Linked DNA regions of Sus scrofa: all the other regions are linked to region 2. The links are chromatin contacts, called in public Hi-C and HiChIP or PLAC-seq maps. All regions are on one chromosome and are shown on one strand. The core of a region is the stretch at or near the end of the contact, and the rest is flanking DNA. Distances in the headings are between cores, read along the strand shown. Region 1 overlaps LOC100516105 (a long non-coding RNA gene). Region 2 has its middle 52 kb from the start of SEC14L1. Region 3 has its middle 14 kb from the start of SEC14L1.

Region 1 (3,147 bases), core at 148-2,647, 94 kb after region 2:
GATCACGTGTCCTTTCTTTGCAGGTGAGTTTCTCGGAAGCGGTGTGCTCGCACGGGGGGCGGAGTCGCCGGTCTCCTTTCTGTCCGTTTGTCTGCGCGGAAGCGTGGTGTTTTGTTGCGGGACCTCCCTGGTCGGTTCGGTGTATTTCTTACTGACTTAATTGTTAAATGCGGACCTGCCTAGGACCCTGCTTTGTATGAGTGTGAATAAAAGGACTCAGACCCCAGGAGAGTTTGTAGACCTTACGGGTTCCACACCAGTGACCACGTTGCCTCTGTCCCCGAGGTGCAGACTCGACCAGAGAGCGACTTCCAGAGCCCCTCGTGCTCCTCTGTGCGAGGGTGAGCCCTGGGGCCTGGAGGGGCGTCAACGGTCAAGAAATGGTGGCGGGTGGGAGGAGGTGACTGTCGCCTCTGTCGTGACGGCGGGAGGTGCTCTAGGAAGGAGGGTGCAGCTTGGTCAGGGGAGGGGGTGCCTCACTCGGTGGAATTTCCCAGGTGTGACCACTGCATCGCAGCGGGTCCCCCCCCGGGGGGGGGGGCAGCACCGCAGTCCCTGGGTCCTCAGGTGCGCCGCTCACCCCTTGCTGACCTCCCTCCGGCCTGCAGGCCTGGTCCCCGCTTCACCGGGCACTGCCAGCCACCTGCTGGGCTGAGCAGCTTTTGGCCTCGGGGCTCGGTGCTGGGGCTGCCCCAGGCCACCCCCTCCGGGCTGCCAGTGCCCTGCCGATCACGTAGTCCCTCGGCTCCCGCCCCCCAGCTCCTGGGTGCTCGTGAAACCACCCCCGCCCAGTGTGCACACACACTGACGGCCAGGGGCCGTCGTCACAGAGGCTGGGGGCTCTGCCGGCACCGATGGGGCCATGCTTCCAGCCGAGAGGTCTCCGAGCCCCGTGTCTGCGAGTGTTTCTTGTCTGTTGGTAAAGGGGGAAAGGAAGTCCAGCCCGTGCTGTGGGCTGTGACGGTGTCGGTTGTGCACGCAGTGCTGTCCTCAGGCGTCTCTTGCCGTCGCTGCGCTGTGGTCAGGGTGTCTCGGGGCCGTGTCTTCTCTGCGGAACTGAGAGCTCCTCTTGGGTTTGGACCAGCTTGCTCCAGACCCAGGTACCTGCCCCATGTACCTGGCGACCCTCGACCTCACGGCCTGTTGCTCCGCCCTGTCCGTGCAGCTCAGTTCCTGGAAGGCCCGGCCTGTCGTGCCCGCCGAGGCCGGGCTGGAAGTGCGGTTACTGGGGCAAGCCTTGCGGGCCCTCCCGCAGGTGCCCAGGGAGGCATGGGCCATTCCAGGAGTGGCAGCCATCAGCTCAGATGACCCAGCCCGAGCTGCCCCCACCGGCAGGAGTAGCCGGAGGCTGCGCCGCCACCCTCCGCGTGACCTTGGGCGGGTCACTTCCCCGTTGGTACCTCAGTGTCGGTGAAGCAACGATGTTCGTGCCGAGGCTCCCGGCCAGGGCGCTGCTGCGGGTCTGCTTAGCCGGTCATGTGAAGCCCCAGGAGCACGTTGTGTCAGATGTTGCGTGTCTGTCACTGACATTTTTCCTTGAGTTTTCGGTGTATTTCAAAAAACTCGGAAAGGGGCTTGTTGGGGGAGAAATCCGGAGCTGATCAAATCCGTGCAACCAGGGCTGGGAACAAGCTGAGAGGCACTGGTCCCTGGGGACAGCAGACAGTACTTGTAGAAACCCCAGAGCACGCACATGCACTATTTCAACTGTTCTAAAGTGTGCGGTTTGGGGTTCCCTGATGGCTTGGTAGTTAAGGATCCAGTGTTGTCACTGCTGTGGCAAGGGTTTGATCCCTGGTCCAGGAATTCCTCATGCTGTGGCTGCGGCCAAAATATTTTTTTAAAAGTGTGCAGTTCAGTTTTTTTGTTTTTTGGGTGTTTTTTTTTTTTTTTTTAATGGCTGCCCCTGAAGCATAAAGAAGTTCCCAGGCCAGGGACTGAATCCACACAAGCTGCAGCTGTGATGTAGACCACAGGCGGGGCAACGCCAGAGCCTTCTCCCACGGTGCTGGACCCGAGCTGCTGCAGGTGGGTTCCTTTTCCTTCTTGCTTCCTTCCTTCCTGCCTCCCTCCTGCCCAGCAGCATAAGGAGTCCCTGTGTTAACGCTGGGTCCTTAATGCACTGGGCTGGGCTGGAGCTTGAATCCACGCCACCACAGGGACAAGGCCGGATTGTGCCACAAGAAGAGCTCCTTTTGCTTTCTCAGCACCTGTGCAGTGGCACGCGGTCAGCGGCCCTGTGCAGCTCTGGGACATTTTCATCACTCCTGGAGGACACCCCTCCTCCCGCCCCTGGGAACCTCTACTCTTTTTTTCTGTCTCTTGAGCTTTGCTGATTCTGGACACTTTGTAGGAGTGAAATCCTGCCCTCTGTGGCCTCGGGCCTGGCTTATTTCCCTCAGGTTCTTTCATTGTGCGCATGTCGGTGCTTTGTTCTTGTTCAGGGCTGAGTGCTATTCCCCCTGGCAGCCAGGGCTGCTGGGCTACATCCTAATCAGGGGACTGGAAGTGCCAGGTGTCCTGCTTGGAGCTGACGGCTTGTCTGGTGTGCTTCCTCTCCAGCAGGGAGGGTGGTGAGAGAAGCAGGACAGGGGCTGCCTTCCTCCCTTGTCTCCTGCCTCTCAGCGGGGGCCTTCCTCGCTGCCCACTCGGCAGTCCTTGAAGCAGAGCCTCCCTCTGGCCCCAGCCCAGGGGCTGCAAGCGGCTCCTAGGACGGTCTCAGAGGAAGAGAAGCCCCCTCCTCCACAATGCACCTGCCAGCCTCCTGCCCTGGCCCCACCTCTCTTGCCCACCCTCTGACTTCTGCTCTTCTTCAGGACATGTCCTGTAGCATCTGGAATTCTCTGGGTCTTGCTGGTACAGGCTAAAGAAACCCAGCTGAAGGTATGTTACAATGTAGGAGTTCCCTGGTGGCCTAGGGGTTAAGCAGCTAGCATTGTCACCGCTGTGACTCTGGTCACTGCTGTGGCACAGGTTCCATCCCTAGTCCCGGCACTTCCACATGCTGTGGGTGTGGCCAAAAAAAAAAAAAAACCACTGAATCCAGAGGTGGAGCAGCTGCTGGAGCCCAACAACCACAGGATGGAATCCCATCTTTGGGTCTCCGGCTCCCTGCCCTCCTTTCTCTCTGGGGGATGGGAATGGGGG
Region 2 (3,293 bases), core at 26-2,525:
TCCGTGGGATGCTCACGGGTTCTTTCCTCAGAAGACCCTCCCCCGCAGGTGCGGCGGGGACAGTGGGCACTGTTGTCCCTTCAGCCCCAGGCCCCAGCTGTGCTCTCGAGTCCTTGGTTCGGCCAAGCTCTTCCGAACCCCCCGTGTCGGCAGAGCACTTCCAAGGGCACAACACTCTCTGACAATCACTTGCTTGTGCCTTGGCACCGTCCTGCTGAGATAACCTGTTCCCTTGCATTTTAGGGTCAGTGAGAGGGAGACAGGGCCGGGGGGCGGGGACCCTGAGAGCTCTCCAGGCACAGTGTTCACAGTGGGCTGATGAGAAGCTGGGCTCAGGAGGCTACCTGGCTGCCCCCACATCCCTGCCCTCCCTGGGCTGCAGCGTCCTCCAGCTGTGGGAGCCGGAACCAGGTCGCTCTAAGCTTTCTTCCCCAGCTTTAACAGCCTGCAATTTACATAAAAGAGAGAAAGATAAGCCTACTGCTGGAAAAAACCCAAACCAACACACACACACACACACACACACCAAACACACACACCCTCCCACACACACCAAGGAGAGAGGATTCCAGATTAACCAGTTTTTTGGTAAATGTCAAAGACTTTCCAACACCAGGACTTTAGAGCAAACTTCCTGTAAATTTGTCCAGGTTCCACAGAGAAACAGAACCAATAGGATGTATATTTACAGAAAGAGGCTTATGATAAGGAACTGGCTCACGTGGTGCTGGAGGCTGACAAGTTCAAAGACCTGCAGTCCACAGCTGGAAGCCCAGGGGAGAACCAGTGTTCCAGTCCAAAGGAGAGAAAAGCCAGTTTTCCAGATCAAGGCCGTTGGGCAGGAAAATCCTCTCTTACCTGGGAGAATGTCGGCCTTTTTGTTCTATCTGGGCCTTCAACTGATTGGATGCAGCCCACCCATACCAGGGAGGTCAATCCTCACTCAGCTACCTCTTCAAATGTCATCGAATCCCCCCAAAAAACACCCTCCCAGACATACCCAGAACCTTTCTTTGACCAAAAGTCTGGGCTGCACGGCCCAATCAAATTGACCCGTAAAATTAACCGTCACATCCCTTCCAAGGTCGGATTTCAGTAGACATGAGGGCTGGCGTTTCCTCCTGGCGCTCTGACTCCAGGGGCAGAGCAGGGAGCAGCTCATCGCCCGGTTGGGTGATGGGGATGCGCTTCTCCAACATGGCCACAAGGTGGCGCCAGCGGAGGCAAGTCCCTGGATTAGAGCCGTGACCCCCTCCCCCTCTTCAGCCGGATGGAAAGGGGCTCCACCTGGGGGCTGAGGTGAGGTCTCACTCGGGGACTCAGATCCCGGGTGTAGACCAGCCTTGCAAAAGGGAAGGAGCAGGACTTGGCAGCCAGCCAGTGCCGAGGGACTCCGGATGGCTCTGCAGATGGAGCTGGGAGGGCCCTCCTTTCCGCAGCCAGGCACTTGCCCCTCTGGTTCCCAGACACAGCCCAGACTTAGCTCCCCGTGTGTCTCTGACACAGCGGTGGCGGCTGGTGCAGAGGCTCAGTCACGTGAGCATCTGAGGGCTCGTAGCTATTTCTCTGTCACTGTCAAGCTGGGTCCTGGTGACGGACCGAGCTCTCAAACCCAAAGGCAAAGATCAGAGAGGGACAGAGTCCAGTTGCTCCTGCTTCAAGGACGAGAAAGGAAGGGTCTCAGGGCCGCACACGGCGGGGGGCAGAGCTTTGAAGGGACCGGCCTCAGATTTTCCCTGGAGGCTGCAGGAGCCTTGCTGTCGCTTGCCGCCAGCCGGTTAGCTCTGCTTTGTGGTCCTGGACACGGACACAACAAAGGCAGGATCCAGAGCCAGCCAGTGCAGGGTATGTGCCCGGGCACGGTGCCCGGGCCACAGGTGCCAGCAGTCCCCGCCTGGTGATTTGGGTAAAAGAAGGAAGCTTCCAATTAAAGAACCAGCGTTAATTTCCTTGAAGGCAAACTAACCCACCTGAAGCCCGAACTCAAAACCAAAACCAAAATGAGAAACCTTTCTTCTCTCTTTTTTAAAAAAACACATGGCCACACCTGTGGCATGTGGAAGTTCCTGAGCCAGAGGTCGAGCCACAGCCACGTAGCAGCAATGCGAGTAGCTGTGTGCGAGCCACACGGGAAGTCCGAGAGAGCTTTTTATTGTGAAATAAAGAGACGAGGACGGAAGCGTGTCATACTGGATCCGAGACAGTGAACAGAACCAACTGTTCTGTTGAAGAAACCACGAGGCTGGCTACGTGCACAGTTTGGTCCTACTATTAAAACTCTGGTTGGGAGTTCCCGTCGTGGCTCAGCGGAAACAAATCCGACGAGGAACCGTGAGGTTGCAGGTTCGATCCCTGGCCTCGCTCAATAGGTTAAGGATCCAGCATTGCCACGAGCTGTGGTGTAGGTCGCAGATGCAGCTCGGATCCCGCATGGCTGTGGCCATGGTATAGGCTGACGGCTGTAGCTCTGATTTGACCCCTAGCCTGGGAACTTATATCCCGCAGGTGCAGCCCTAAAAAGACCAAAAAAACAAAACAAAACAAAACAAAAACCCAAAAGCTTTCGGTTGGCCTCTAATTCATAGGCCCACCCTCACTCTGCACTTTCTTTGCCTCACAATTCGTTGAAGAACCCAGGCCTTTTGACCCGTTTCCCACAGTGCAGCTCACCCACAGCCCACCCTCTGTGCTTCCTGCAGATCGGCGGCCGGACCCAGAGCCTGGATCGGCTCGGTGGACCGACAGGACTGCAGCATCAGAGGCGCAGACCATCCCTTGTCTCCCTCGCTCTGTGACCTCAGCGGCTGAGGAAGCTCCATGCCGGTACCTCTTCATTCACTGGGGTCGTGCAACGGTCTTATTCGACCACTCCTTTGACATTTACAGGTGGGCATGTGTTCATGTCCCCTTAGGAGAGGCAGGGGACACCCGGCTCTTTCCGCTGAACTGCTTTCAAAATTGGTTCCCTATCATTCTCCGAAGGTGGCCAATTTGATAGGAAAACTGCTTAATATTAGGACTATGAATTCATGGATCTCAACACACCCAAAGGGTTGGGAGTAGGTTGCAATCCCAAGTGTCCCTTTCCTGGCCAGTGAAAAAGCCACAAGGCAACTCTGAAATCTGGGGGACGTGGCCCTGGTGGTCTTTGATCACATCTGGGCTCTTTGATGTGACAAGACGTCCCGGGCTTCTCGTGTCCACTTCCTGTCCCAGAGCTGGAATGAGCCTTTTCTCCGGGAAAGGCTGGTTTTAGTGGGGGTTGGGATTTAAAGATCCTGGGTGCCAAGGAT
Region 3 (3,209 bases), core at 700-3,199, 67 kb after region 2:
ACCTACACCACAGCTCACAGCAACGCTGGATCTTAACCCACTGAGCAAGGCCAGGGACCGAACTGGCAACCTCATGGTTCCTAGTCGGATTCGTTAACCACTGAGCCACGACAGGAACTCCCTTAATTGTTAATTCTTAAGAAGATGCTTGGGGGCGTTCCCTGAGGCTGCAGCGGGTTAAGGATCCAGTGCTGTCATGGCTGAGGCTCGGGTTTGATCCGTGGCCTGGGGAACTTCAGCATGCAGAGGGCATGGCCAGAAAAAAAAAGGATGCTTGGGGTGGGGCTCAGTTCATCGGGCACCCCCACGACTCAACTCCTTGACGTATTAAATATTTTAAGCTGAGGAGTCTGAGAAAATGGCCAAAACAGGAAGTTCACACTCATCTTCCTGTCTCCCTAAAACAGGTCATTGAGCCCTTCGGGGGCGGTGCCCTCCCCACACCCAGGGGACCTCCTTTCCTCCAAGGGCACAGGGACCCTGGGAAGAAGCCCTCTGGTCTTGCACAGTCTCCGTCAGGTCGCCAGGCTCCCTCCGTCCTCTCTGACCTATCAGAGTCCTTCCTGTCTAGTCCATTTAAACCTACCCCAAAAGTACTCAGCTTTAGCTGTGACTGGGGGAGGCTTCCTTTCCCTACGAAGCCTCCCGTGTCACGTCTAATTTACATCACGTACGGCTGTATCTTTTTCTCCTGTGACCCCCCCATCTTTGTCAGTTGAATTTCCAGACCCAGACAGGACCCTAAGAGATTCAAGGAAAACACCGTCCTCCCTACGTCCGCCCCCTTTCATCCCCGACTCATGACATTTGGGGCCGTCTAACAAATGAGCTGCAGTGGTTCTCGGTGCAAAAAGAGGAACATGGGGTCAGGACAAAGGCAGGCAGCGTGTAAAAATCCCCAAGACGGGAGTCCTGATATTATTCCTGCTTTTCCAAGCTGCAGCCTCTTCTCCGAGACGCTGGCTCAGAAGGAGTCTGTACAGGCTCTGAGCTGTCTCATAATCACAGCCTTTGGTCCCGGAGGGACAGGAGCCCGTAGGCGTGCGCCCAGGCTGGCTTATGGAACCAGGGGACTCCACACGGGGTAGGCAGCATGAAGCTGAGGGGAAGGACCTTCCAGAGAAGCCAGACGGGGCCCTCATCTTATGGCCAAAGACAGCATCTTCATTACCTGCCACGGTAGATGGTATTTGGCATTCACTCCGCATAAAGGACATCATGGCATATTTACTCTTTTTATTGGGCAGCAGATAAGAGAAAGGCTGCCTCTGCTCCTGCCAGAGAGCCACCATCCCCGACAGCACGCAGTCCCCTCTCTCACGGGGGGACCAGCTCCCTGAGGAGCTTTTCCTCCAGCTAATGCCGCGATCTCAGACCATCCTTCCACCTCCCGAGAGAGAGAGACAGAGAGACAGAGACAGAGAGAGAGAGAGGCAGGTGTTTGTTCCAGGGTGGGACAGAGGCCTGGAGTTCACCCATAATCCTGAGGAAAGGCAGCCTCAGGGTCTTCGAGACTATTTTTCGTCCCCGTGGCTGCACGTGGAGCAGCTCGTGGGACCCTGCTTAGGAAGGCGGCAGAGCCAGGGCTGCCTCATCTTTCGGAAGACAGTGGGGGCGGGGGAGGGTTACTGGAAGGTACTAGTTATTTCTTTCTCAAGCTAACCCCCCCCCCGGATTTTCACATTGCCAGTCACAGCCTTGCTCCCTGCCTGGTGAGATAGGAATGCTGAGCAGAGGCGATGCTAATGGCAGCTAAATATAGACGGCAGCTTCTAGACCCGCCTGCCCGGGTGCCTGCACGCACATTAGAACAATTACGGGAAGGAGGCTTCCGTGCTGCCTAATTATAACCTTGACTTCGGAAAGCAGGCACTTCTGTGGCTGAGACCAGGGCCCTCCTTCTGTCAAGCGGCATTTCTGCCCTGGCAGCTGGACGTGCTCTGTCCTTTGTTGCCTTTGGACTTGGTGGCGCCCGGGATGGTATGACCTAACAGAAAAGTGTCCATTGTCCCTCGGAATGTGTGGGGCTCAAAGGACATTCCTCATGGGTGGAGATTAATAGGCCTCATTAACGAGTCACATTCCTGCCCTTCTCCATCCCCTGTAATTAGGGCGGCAGACATCCCTGTCGGCCTGAGCCGGTCTTAGTTTACGCCTCCGGAGAACAGGGAGTTATTAACAAGGCCTGTCTTTCATGCTCAGAAGTGCTATGTTTTTATTTTGTTTTATTTTTTATTGAAGGATAGTGGATGTACCATGTCGGTTAGTTTCAAGTGTACAGCAAAGTGATTCAGTCATACGTACATATATTCTTTTTCACATTCTTTCCCATTATAGGCTATTGCAAGATATTGGATCTAGTTCCCTGTGCTATCTAGTATCTCGGCGTTTATCTGTGAGTGATAATTTTTTTTTTTTTTTTTTTTTGCTCTTTAGGGCCGCACCTGCGACTTCTGGATGTTCCCAGGCTAGGGACTGAATTGGAGTTGCAGGTGCCAGCCACAGCAATGCCCGACACAAGTCGCATCTGCGACCTACGCCATAGCTCACGGCAATGCCAGATCCTTAACCCACTGAGCAAGGCCAGGGATTGAACCCATGTCCTCATGGATACTAGTCAGGTTTGTCACTGCTGAGCCACGACAGGAACCCCTATGGGTGATCAATTTTAAGGTCCCTGATGTGCAGTCCTCAAGGAGGAAGGAGACGATGCCCTTTGGTAGGTGTGGACCCCCCAGAGCCAGCCTGGATAAGAGGGCTTCAGGTTGAAGAATGATCAGGGAGAAGCAGCTTTTCCAAACCCTCCTAAAAAGCTTTCTGCTGCCCTTACCCTCAGTGGCTCTGAGAAGCCACACCCCCTCAGCTTCTAGGGCTCCCAGGTGATGGCACTAAGCCAGGGGGACCTGTTGGCCTTCGAAGTATGGCCAGACTGGAGAATCCACTGGTTCCTGCCATCCAGTTGGCTCTGGGGCTGACCAAGATGAGACAGTCACGGAGTTCCTGTCGTGGCTCAGTGGTTAACAAATCCGACTAAGAACCATGAGGTTGCGAGTTCGATCCCTGGCCTCGCTCAGTAGGTTAAAGACCTGGTGTTGCCATGAGCTGTGGTGTAGATCGCAGACGCGGCTTGGATCCCGCGTTGCTGTGGTTCTGGCGTAGGCTGGTGGTGTAGTCTGGGAACCTCCATATAGCATGATATCAGGCCCAAG

Evidence for each region. Hi-C and Micro-C count contacts between places; a contact is called where the count stands out from the background. HiChIP or PLAC-seq counts read pairs in DNA pulled down with a chosen protein or histone mark.
Region 1: a contact with region 2 is called in a Hi-C map of alveolar macrophages, with 3 times the contacts expected there. The contact joins two enhancer-like sites. A contact is called at or near these places in 3 of 5 promoter capture datasets (fetal liver, fetal skeletal muscle and liver), 35 of 47 Hi-C or Micro-C datasets (adipose tissue, alveolar macrophages, blood and 16 more) and 2 of 2 datasets of contacts at active chromatin or transcription factors (alveolar macrophages and skeletal muscle).
Region 3: an H3K27ac HiChIP or PLAC-seq map of skeletal muscle shows a contact between it and region 2. The contact joins two enhancer-like sites. A contact is called at or near these places in 2 of 5 promoter capture datasets (fetal liver and fetal skeletal muscle), 7 of 47 Hi-C or Micro-C datasets (alveolar macrophages, blood, fibroblasts and 4 more) and 2 of 2 datasets of contacts at active chromatin or transcription factors (alveolar macrophages and skeletal muscle).

What each region holds. Positions count from the first base shown.
Region 1 is chr12:4,529,069-4,532,215 of Sscrofa11.1, forward strand. It overlaps LOC100516105 (a long non-coding RNA gene), which reads left to right. Exons shown (of 2, transcript XR_297633.3): 2 at 24-245. Among named protein-coding and RNA genes, the nearest start is that of SEC14L1, 42 kb to the left of the region's middle. Within about 2 kb of position 1,398, at least 2 of the 83 cell types and tissues checked have an H3K27ac peak or open chromatin away from gene starts, as enhancers often do. A contact at or near this core is called in alveolar macrophages, where this site is marked.
Region 2 is chr12:4,435,041-4,438,333 of Sscrofa11.1, forward strand. No RefSeq gene overlaps it. Among named protein-coding and RNA genes, the nearest start is that of SEC14L1, 52 kb to the right of the region's middle. Within about 2 kb of position 1,276, at least 37 of the 83 cell types and tissues checked have an H3K27ac peak or open chromatin away from gene starts, as enhancers often do. A contact at or near this core is called in alveolar macrophages, fetal liver, liver and 2 more, where this site is marked.
Region 3 is chr12:4,501,497-4,504,705 of Sscrofa11.1, forward strand. No RefSeq gene overlaps it. Among named protein-coding and RNA genes, the nearest start is that of SEC14L1, 14 kb to the left of the region's middle. Within about 2 kb of position 1,950, at least 25 of the 83 cell types and tissues checked have an H3K27ac peak or open chromatin away from gene starts, as enhancers often do. A contact at or near this core is called in fetal liver, liver, retroperitoneal adipose tissue and 1 more, where this site is marked.